2 separate regions of the Zea mays genome follow, and region 2 is linked to region 1. A link is a contact called in public Hi-C data. All regions are on one chromosome and are shown on one strand. The core of a region is the stretch at or near the end of the contact, and the rest is flanking DNA. Distances in the headings are between cores, read along the strand shown.

Region 1 (4,437 bases), core at 152-2,651:
AATTTGCTAGACCAAATTCTAAGCTGTGCTCTGCGTGTCACAAGGCAAATGCCGCCTAGGAACACTAAGGGAAAGTTTGCTAGGGCTCCAGGTCCTAAAATGGCATCAGATTTAGCTCCTCTCCTGGAGTAGCTTCTTGTCACAGCCCCTGGACGGAGGACGCTCGCCTTCCTCGTCGTGAGCAGATTGACAGAAGAACTCCGGTGAGTTCTTGCGAGCGTCAGTTCCCAGGTGAGTTGGAACAGGTAAGAAATGTGTGGATCTGGTATTTCTGATTATTTGATGATTGTCTCAGTACAAAAGGTAGTATTTATACTAGTACAAATGACTAAAGGCCCAATAACGAGGCCCATAATCCTTCACCTAATCCCCCCCCCCCTTCACCAGTAATTTCTCAGGAACCCTAGCCACAATCACACGGTACTTACACTTCTCTGGTAGAGCCAGAACACTTTGTAGAAAGATATTTGACAAAAGGGTTTCGTAGAGCATTTTTTAGAGGAGCTGGTGCAAGTTAATATTTTGGGCTCCGGCTCCTTGGTGGTTTCAGTGAGAAACCGGTTTTCTTTTTACCCCGTTTGGTATGATTTCTTCAGAAGCCAAAGCCAGAGCCTTTTGTAAGCCCTAGCAAAGGGACCCTAACTGACATAAAAGCTAAGGTTTTAGCAATAATAACCAACACAGATCCAGCATTGAGAAACATACAGAAAAGAAGACACGCCGCGCCGACGCATTCTGCGTCTTGTACATCATATTTATCGGCGTACTTAATAACATAGACCAAATTCGCGGATAGAGGCATCAATGTCAAGCGACAATGCCTAAATTAACTTCACCAGTAATAAATATAGTGCAAAAATAAGTTAGAAAGAAGGACGAAGGAGGGACGCACCCATTCCAAGAGCGGATAGCTCTACATCTTCGTGCTGTTGCATATACCTCTGCACGGACCGAAGCAACCAAATCAGCCAGAATCCGGAAGCGGCGGGTGGGCAGGAGTATCACGGAAAGATGCGGCGCGTAGGGAGAGAGGGGCAGCCGTACCTTGGCGAGGTTGACGTAGAAGAAGAGGGGTTTCTTGGTGTTGGACACCTGGATGCGGTTGCTGCTGCCGCCGCCGCCCCTCCTCTGCCCCTCTCCGCCTGAAGCCGCCGCGTCTCCGGTAACGGTGAGGTTCTTCACCCCCTCGGCGATCTCCTCCACCACCATGATCGGTAGCGATCTAGCACGCCGGGCCGCAGCCGGATCGACGGGGTTGGTCGACTGCTCACGTCTCCGCTTCCGGTGGCTCACCTCCTCCCTCCCTCTCGCGTCTTCTCGGCGTTGCGGCGGGTGCGGGTAAAACGAGGGAGGAGAGCCCGGTCGGACGGCCCCGCGCGCGAGTGATGATGCGTGGGCTTGACGGAACCGGCGATGGGATGTCTCGGCCCAACCTCCTTAGCCGACGATTCAAGCAGCCCAAATGGAAGCGGGCCCACTCAGGGCTGATTTGGCAGCCGCTTTTCCCGCCCGGAACCCGGTGTTTTCCCTGTGTCGCTAATCCATACGCTAAATTTTCACCGACCATCACTCCATCCTGTTTGGAAACCGGCCTCGAAGGTATACTGGCCCATTCTGAGCGCAACTTACGCGTGGAAACTCGTCCGACCTTTAGACGTCGGGCGGCTATCCCCGAATCGTCTCTTCCTCTCGCCTCCTCTATCACGGCCGTAGAGATGGCAATGGATACCTGAAGCCCGACTACCCGACAGGTTTTACTCGATATAAAGGCGGGTATAAGATGATTTCTCTATCCGTAGGTATGTTAATGGGCAAGATCCTCCACCCGTTGGATAAACGGGTACGGGTACGAGTTGGTACTACCCATACCTATCTACTCATGGATAGAATATACCTGCAACAATACCACTATAATCATCTAATATAGTCCATCTTAGCTAAAATAAAAATCTTCTCTAGCTATCATTTGTCTAGCTACCAAGTTATGTAATCATATGATTTGTTATATGTAAAGTTTGACTTGTTTTTTATGTTTATTTAATGTTTTGAGTGATTGATATATTAGAATTTAAGACTTTCCTAGCGGGTACGGGTTATCCGACGGGTAAAATTACCCGCACGGGTACGGGTATGGGTAGGATTTTATACCCACGAGCATATATGGGTAACCTGACGGGTAGAAATTTTTTTGATAGGTATAGGTATGGAACGACACTACCCGACGGGTATGTACCCGTTGCCATCCCTACACGGACACGCCGCCACCACTTCGCCAGTCGCCGCACACCCCTCCCCCAGTGATTTTGTCGGGTAAATCTAGCTCCTCTTCCGCACCTTCTTCTTGCTAGGATTTCTTTTTTCTATTCTTGCTGCTTCTTGGACAGTGACGAACGCAGGCTAGAAGCATGGTAGGATCTGACGCGACCGCTTTTATTCTCTCTCGTGGGTGTGAACAGCTCTCTCTGTCCTTTGTCCATATCCACTAGGTGCAGATCTAGATCAGTTCATTATACCCTGTGTAGATCTAGAATGCTTGAATGTTGGGGGCGTGGGGATGAGTCTCCTTTCCTTTTGCCAGTCTTTGCAACCTTGATTGGCTGCCATCATGTCATCCTCACCTCCGATGCAGCAGTTGATGTCGACTTAGGAACTGCACAGAGTTTATTCGACAATATGCTCATGAGGTATATCTTACACATCCCGGACCAAATTTGTCAATGCTAAAAAGTCTGATGACCCCTCTGTGTCCATCTATGCCGTCCAGATCGCTCTCTCTGTGTACCAAAAGGAACAGTTGCTTCACAAAGTTGTCATCGTTCTAATGATAACACCTCACGAATTAGCTTTTGTGTTTCTGCTCTTGTGTTTGATTTATTTAAGCTAATTCTTTGTCACACCCGGTTTTAAGGGACAAAGTCGGGTGCATCTCATACATGCGCCAAAGAAGACAACATATATAATAACAGAGTGTATAGAGATAAATGTCACAATATAATCAGAGTACTTATTACATAGCGGAAGACTTACAAAATAAATGATAGATATGGATCACTAAAATCCATCCTTGGCGCCAGAGAGTCAACTGGGAGACGACGACCTAGATCTCTCACGAACACAGTGCAACATCCACCATGCGCCTCATCTAGTGGTACCTGTTCTTGACCTGTGGGGGTGTGAGACAGCAAGGGTGAGCTCACATATGTTCATCGCTCAACAAGTTGTGGGGAATAATGTGACATGAACTCACCAAAGGTGGGAGTTCATGAAGTGTAAGGCTGATCAACAATAGAGGTTAAAGCTGAGCATTGCTTTTATAAGTTGGTCAAAATTTTATTAGCAGTTACTAAGTGTAAGTGAATATCAAACCATAATAAAATAATAGAACAAAATTAATAACAAATCTCATGCAATGCAAATGATAAATTGAATTTAAGTTCTATAGATTAATCATCAGAGAGTCCTGAGCTGCTCATGACCGTGAGCTCGGCTAGTATACCAGTTTTACACTCTGCAGAGGTTGTACCCTTTACCCACAAGTCGTGTTTCCCATGTCACCAGGGTTAGCTAGACCCTTAGACACTAACGAGGTGAATGGCTAGGGATCCACTACGAGGCCTTTACAAAGTTCCACTAGCTTTCGAAAACCTGCTACAGTTTATGGGAAGAGCACTTGCAAGAATCCCTCGTCTGACCGCCATCGCAGCAAAATCAACCCGAGAACCTCCTTACATGCAACTCCCCTACTGCCCTTGCATTTTTGAGACTAACTTCATTTTCAAGTCTATTATGTGTGTAGTCTCAAATTAGAAAGGAATCCTCAAGCAAAGACAATCGCTTCCACTGCAAATTTTGATGAGTATCAAAGATTCTTTGCTCCAATAAATGTAACTTCTATACATTTCATAAGAGAATGAGTTTCTCTTGTATATGCTACTCCAACGTCATCTAAAATTGGTAAATATGTATCACATCTTTTTGGATTACAAATATCTGAAGTAGCATAGCTTATAGATTCTCCTGTCTAGAACTTAATTGATTAAATAGTGCACATGTTCCTTATGTTGCATGATTATGTTCAGTTGATACTCCTTTTATGCTAATGGTACTTTAAATTTCAAATAAGTACTCTCAACATATATCAATTGAATTCATATATATATGTGTGCACTAAAACTTGAGGAGAACTTAGTGTAATATGCTATTAGTGATCTATTTATCTATCAAATTGTATCAATTGGTGTTTTTCAATTGATATTTTTCATACATGATCACTAGTTGCATAATCCATACTTGTGCAATTTTCATGTTGCCTCTTGTTGTGATAAGAAAATGCTAGGTGACATCTAGACTCCAGGTATCAAGATTTATCTTTCAGTTAGTATGACAATCTTCATTTGCTATCTTGGACCTATGTCACAATTATGCCAACAAGAGCTT
Region 2 (4,125 bases), core at 1,391-3,890, 240 kb before region 1:
TCTAACCCCAGACATACTAGACACACTCAAGTTTAAGGATAAAGGGATTGCAAAAGACCTGGCAGCATTCAGTTTAACCTTATATATATCCAAGTGAAGCAAGAGTAACTTGTACTAGTAAAGCTAGAAGAAACTGACACATAGTCAAACCGATATAATATGTGGTGCAAGAAGACCATTTAAACAAATTGAAAAATAGTGGAATAGCATGAGTGTTTTAATTGAGAAAAAGGAACAATGTACCTGTACGACAGCAGCTCCCAATAAGGCAAAGAAGACTCCTTTGATGCTCATGGCCTGTACAAACAACTTAGTAAGCTGTAAGCGTGACAGTTGGAAGGATAAAAATATATAAGCATGGTGCCATTGTAATGTGTACCTTGACCATAAGTAGAAGCAAAGAAGGAGCAAAAAGAAGGACATTCATCTTAATTGAGACAGCTCCACTGAAAAAAAAAGGAAAATGAATATGAGCAGATACTTTCCACCTACCTCTTTCAGCTTGGCCACATTAAAACAAAGAAGAAGCAGATAAATGCCATTTACTGTCATACTACCATGGTCACCTGAAAACTACTAGACCAAGGTACCACTTGCGATAAATGATCAAAACCATAGCAGCGTGGAGCAATGTCATGGCGAAGCAGTCATTGAAAAGACGGAGAACAAAGATGGAGTGAACCCTCTTGGACAAACAAAGCAAACCTAAAGCCCACCATGGAAGCTGTCATTGTTATTGAGAGATAGGAAGGAATCAGAAACAAAATAGGTATGTGGATACAAAAACAACAAAGAACAAAGAATGTAATCGAAACTTGGCCACACAGATGTTTTACAAGCTTAATTGAAGAAACTCAAGAAAGTTTGAATCGCCATAACAGCCTACCAAACTACCAATTACTGAATTATCCTTGCAGTCTTGCGGAAGTGAAGAAACGATTGTTTTAGACAAGAATAGCCAACACTACAGATATTATATCTTAGTCAAACTAAACAATGATTTGTTTCTAGATGAGTCGTCATGACATAATATCAATCAGTTTGTCAAAATTATCCTTGCTGAACTAAACAAAGGACTAAGAGCAACTCCAACAGGAGCCCTAAACACTGAAACAAATTGAAATATAAGGCTTAAACAAGAGAGGGGAGCTCCAACAGGAGCCTCATTTTAATAAAATTCATGTAAATGTTTTAGGGCTCAAGCTAAAGAGTGGCATATTTGGGACTCAAAACGTGCGGCCCAATACTGTTCGCGGTCTTTCCAACCTCCGCTGGACATTTCACGGAGACAACTTCCTCGCCGCCACCGATCCAGACCCACACGCCCGCCCCAATCTCATCGCTAGGTCACCCCATTCGTTTCTCGGCGACGAGCCGATGAAGAAGACGATCGTCCCCTCTCCATCTCGCCTTCTCTCCATCATCCTGCCTCCCCGTGGTTCGTCTCCCAGCTCCTCTCTTGATTTGCTAGGCTCTTGTCTGTTGTCTCACATCTCCCCTCCTCTTGATATGCTAGGTGCTTGATAGATCAAAGGCCGCCGTCCCCACGGTCGCAGCCGCTAGCGAGGGCTCAACAATTTTCTGGAAGCAATCGGAAAAAAGGGCGGGAATGGTGTTCAGAGTGGGAGGGAAATAGAGGGGGCTACGTACACGAACATGAGGTAGTTGCAAACGTAAGCTATTTTAGGGTCTATGATTGGAATCGATAATTGAATTTGGGCCCTAAACAAATAGAAACGGGTAGTAAATTAAATTATAAGGCTTAACTATAAGGCTCATGGTTGGAGTTGCTCTAAGGAAAAGACAGTTTTAGATGTGAATCCCTGAACTATAGCAGAACCAGAGGTTAGAAAAGAGTGATCAATTGCACAACTATATACCACTTCAGTCTTGACGTAAAGCAGAAGAGTGAGGCTCAAGTTGACAATGTACAAGACGCCAAACAAAATCTGCAGACAAACTCATCAGTCTTAAAACACTGCCAGACATCTGACCATGATGAGGTGGGAGGAAGCAACAGAAGAAACGAGTTCGTGCTGATAAACAGATTTGGCTGAGCCGTGACCTGAGCAGGGAAGACGCGGCCTCCCGTAAGGAACTTAACGGCGGAGTAGACGTAGAGGAATCCGGCCGGGTAGACCAATGGCCCTGTGTCTCCCTCGATCTTGGTGTAGTCCCTCTCCCCCTCCAGAAAAGCGTCCACCTAGCGCAGGAAGCACACACCAGCAGCCGCCAACCAAGATCACACCACCATCCCAAATTCGAAACTCTTGAACCAAAACAGCGGGGAAACGATAAAAAAAAAGGCTCCCCAATTGCGCTAGCACCTGGGACATGTAGGCGTCCCAGTCGATCTTGGTATCTGCAATCAGAAGCAACAACAGACCCGCTTAGCGGCGACGCAGAGACAAGGAGAGCTGAGCAATGAGGCTTCGCGCTCGGAGCTACAGACACGGGACGAAGGCGACGATGAGGGCGACGAGCGCGGCGTCGGCCAGCACCAGGAAGGCGGCGAAGTAGAGCGCCCTCCGGTGGTCCGTCGACCTGCCTGGCGTCTCCGTCGAAGCCGTCGCCAACGCCGTGCTACCGGAGCGTATCTTCTCCGCCCGCGCCATCCTTGGCGGCGAGCCACCACCGGGCGGCAGATCCAAGAGGCAGGAGCGAGCAACTCCACCGGCCGGCGGCGACGACCCCCCAACCCACCCACCAGTTCGTTTGTTCTCTCAACTGCCGAAGTGTGCGCCCCGGTGAGTTAGGCGGGCCGAGATGGGAGGTGGGCCTTTACCAACACGGCCCCCAGTCTGAATAATGGGCCTACCCTACCCGAAGCGTGAGAGCAATCGCGGCTCACTTGTACCAGCAAAGGACTTTGGGCTACGAGGCCTGCGATCGGACTTTCGTCGTCGTCGTCGTCTCACTCGGCGGGCGGTCGCCGTCTCCGTCGAGCGCGCGTCATCCTCCACTGCACGGCCACGACAGCGTTTCGGTCGATTCCACCCGCGCCCCGCCGCTCTCGCCTTGAATTGGCAGCCAACCACCAACGAATTCTTTATATTCCCATCCCATGGCTCACCGGGGCTTCGTCCTCTTTATCGCCGGCCCCGTTCGCGGAAAGCAAAGATCCACTATCGCGACGAAAGCGCCGCCGGACTCATTTCAGATCACAGCATGGCCGACGAGGCGGGCTGACCTGACGCTCCGAGCACACGAGAGGGCATGCCGCACGCCTGGTGGGATGCGTCCTTCTCTTCTCCCGTTAGTCCTTTTTTCTTTCAGAGAAATGAATATGATGTCCCCTGGCCTTATTCCCCATCTTGCGAATTGAATTCTCGAGCACTATGATGTGCCTGATCTTCGACCGTTTATCTCCCTCGTCCCCGCCCCCGCGTCAAGCGTGTATGTATTCCTGAGCTCACCTCACCGGTGACGCTACTTTCTGGATCGGAGGAAAAAAGGAACATGTGCCCGATCCAACAGGGTCAAGCTGCCGACGACATGGACACGAGTACACGACCAACTGCCAAGGTCGGACGAAGAAAGAAAAGCCGCCACGCAACAAGTCCAATTGTGCTTGTGCACTGCGGGCCCTGCCAACCTGCCTCGCGTCGTCTCACTGGCTCACTACTCGACGTGCTCGTATTGGTATAATCCCAGAGCCACAGGCACGAACGAGTACGGGATCCCGGGAAGATTCACGCCCGGCGCCACCTTTCCGTAGCGCCACGAGGCCACGACCACGAGTATTTTAAGCGTGGCCGGCGACCGTTCCGCGGGAAGACCGCGCAAGATGATGCAGGGCGCGGCGGCGGGGGGGACCTCTGTCTCCGGAGCCTCTTGGGCTCGGGCCACGCGCGGCCGCGCGGCCGTCCTCGCCTCGCGCCACGTCGGCGTGGGCGCCTCCTCCTCCGACTACTACTACAACCACTTCGGGCCCCGCGGCGCCACCGCCGCCCCGCTCCTCCGCGCCCGCGGGGGCGGGCGGCTCAGGCCTCTGCCGCTGCTGTCCGGCAGCGGAAAGAATGGGGAGGTCGCCAAGGCCGCGGCGGCGGCGGCATCGGTGCCGGCGGACGACGCGAGTGCCGCCGCGGTGACGACAGACGGCGGTGGCATTGCGGCCACGGCGCA

Evidence for each region. Hi-C and Micro-C count contacts between places; a contact is called where the count stands out from the background.
Region 2: a Hi-C map of endosperm shows a contact between it and region 1, with 2.4 times the contacts expected there. The contact joins the promoter of LOC100276684 here to the promoter of LOC100284257 in region 1. A contact is called at or near these places in 4 of 25 Hi-C or Micro-C datasets (ear, endosperm, leaf and 1 more).

What each region holds. Positions count from the first base shown.
Region 1 is chr3:12,006,916-12,011,352 of Zm-B73-REFERENCE-NAM-5.0, reverse strand. It overlaps LOC100284257, which reads right to left and starts at 1,401. Exons shown (of 5, transcript NM_001147847.1): 1 at 1,045-1,401; 2 at 893-941. The coding sequence starts at 1,209.
Region 2 is chr3:12,250,167-12,254,291 of Zm-B73-REFERENCE-NAM-5.0, reverse strand. LOC100276684 (Dol-P-Man:Man(5)GlcNAc(2)-PP-Dol alpha-13-mannosyltransferase) reads right to left here and starts at 2,640. Exons shown (of 13, transcript NM_001150411.2): 1 at 2,453-2,640; 2 at 2,328-2,362; 3 at 2,066-2,203; 4 at 1,881-1,949; 5 at 567-724; 6 at 380-446; 7 at 244-297. The coding sequence starts at 2,615. LOC103649694 (phosphoenolpyruvate/phosphate translocator 3, chloroplastic) reads left to right here and starts at 2,905. Exons shown (of 9, transcript XM_008675425.4): 1 at 2,905-4,125. The coding sequence starts at 3,788.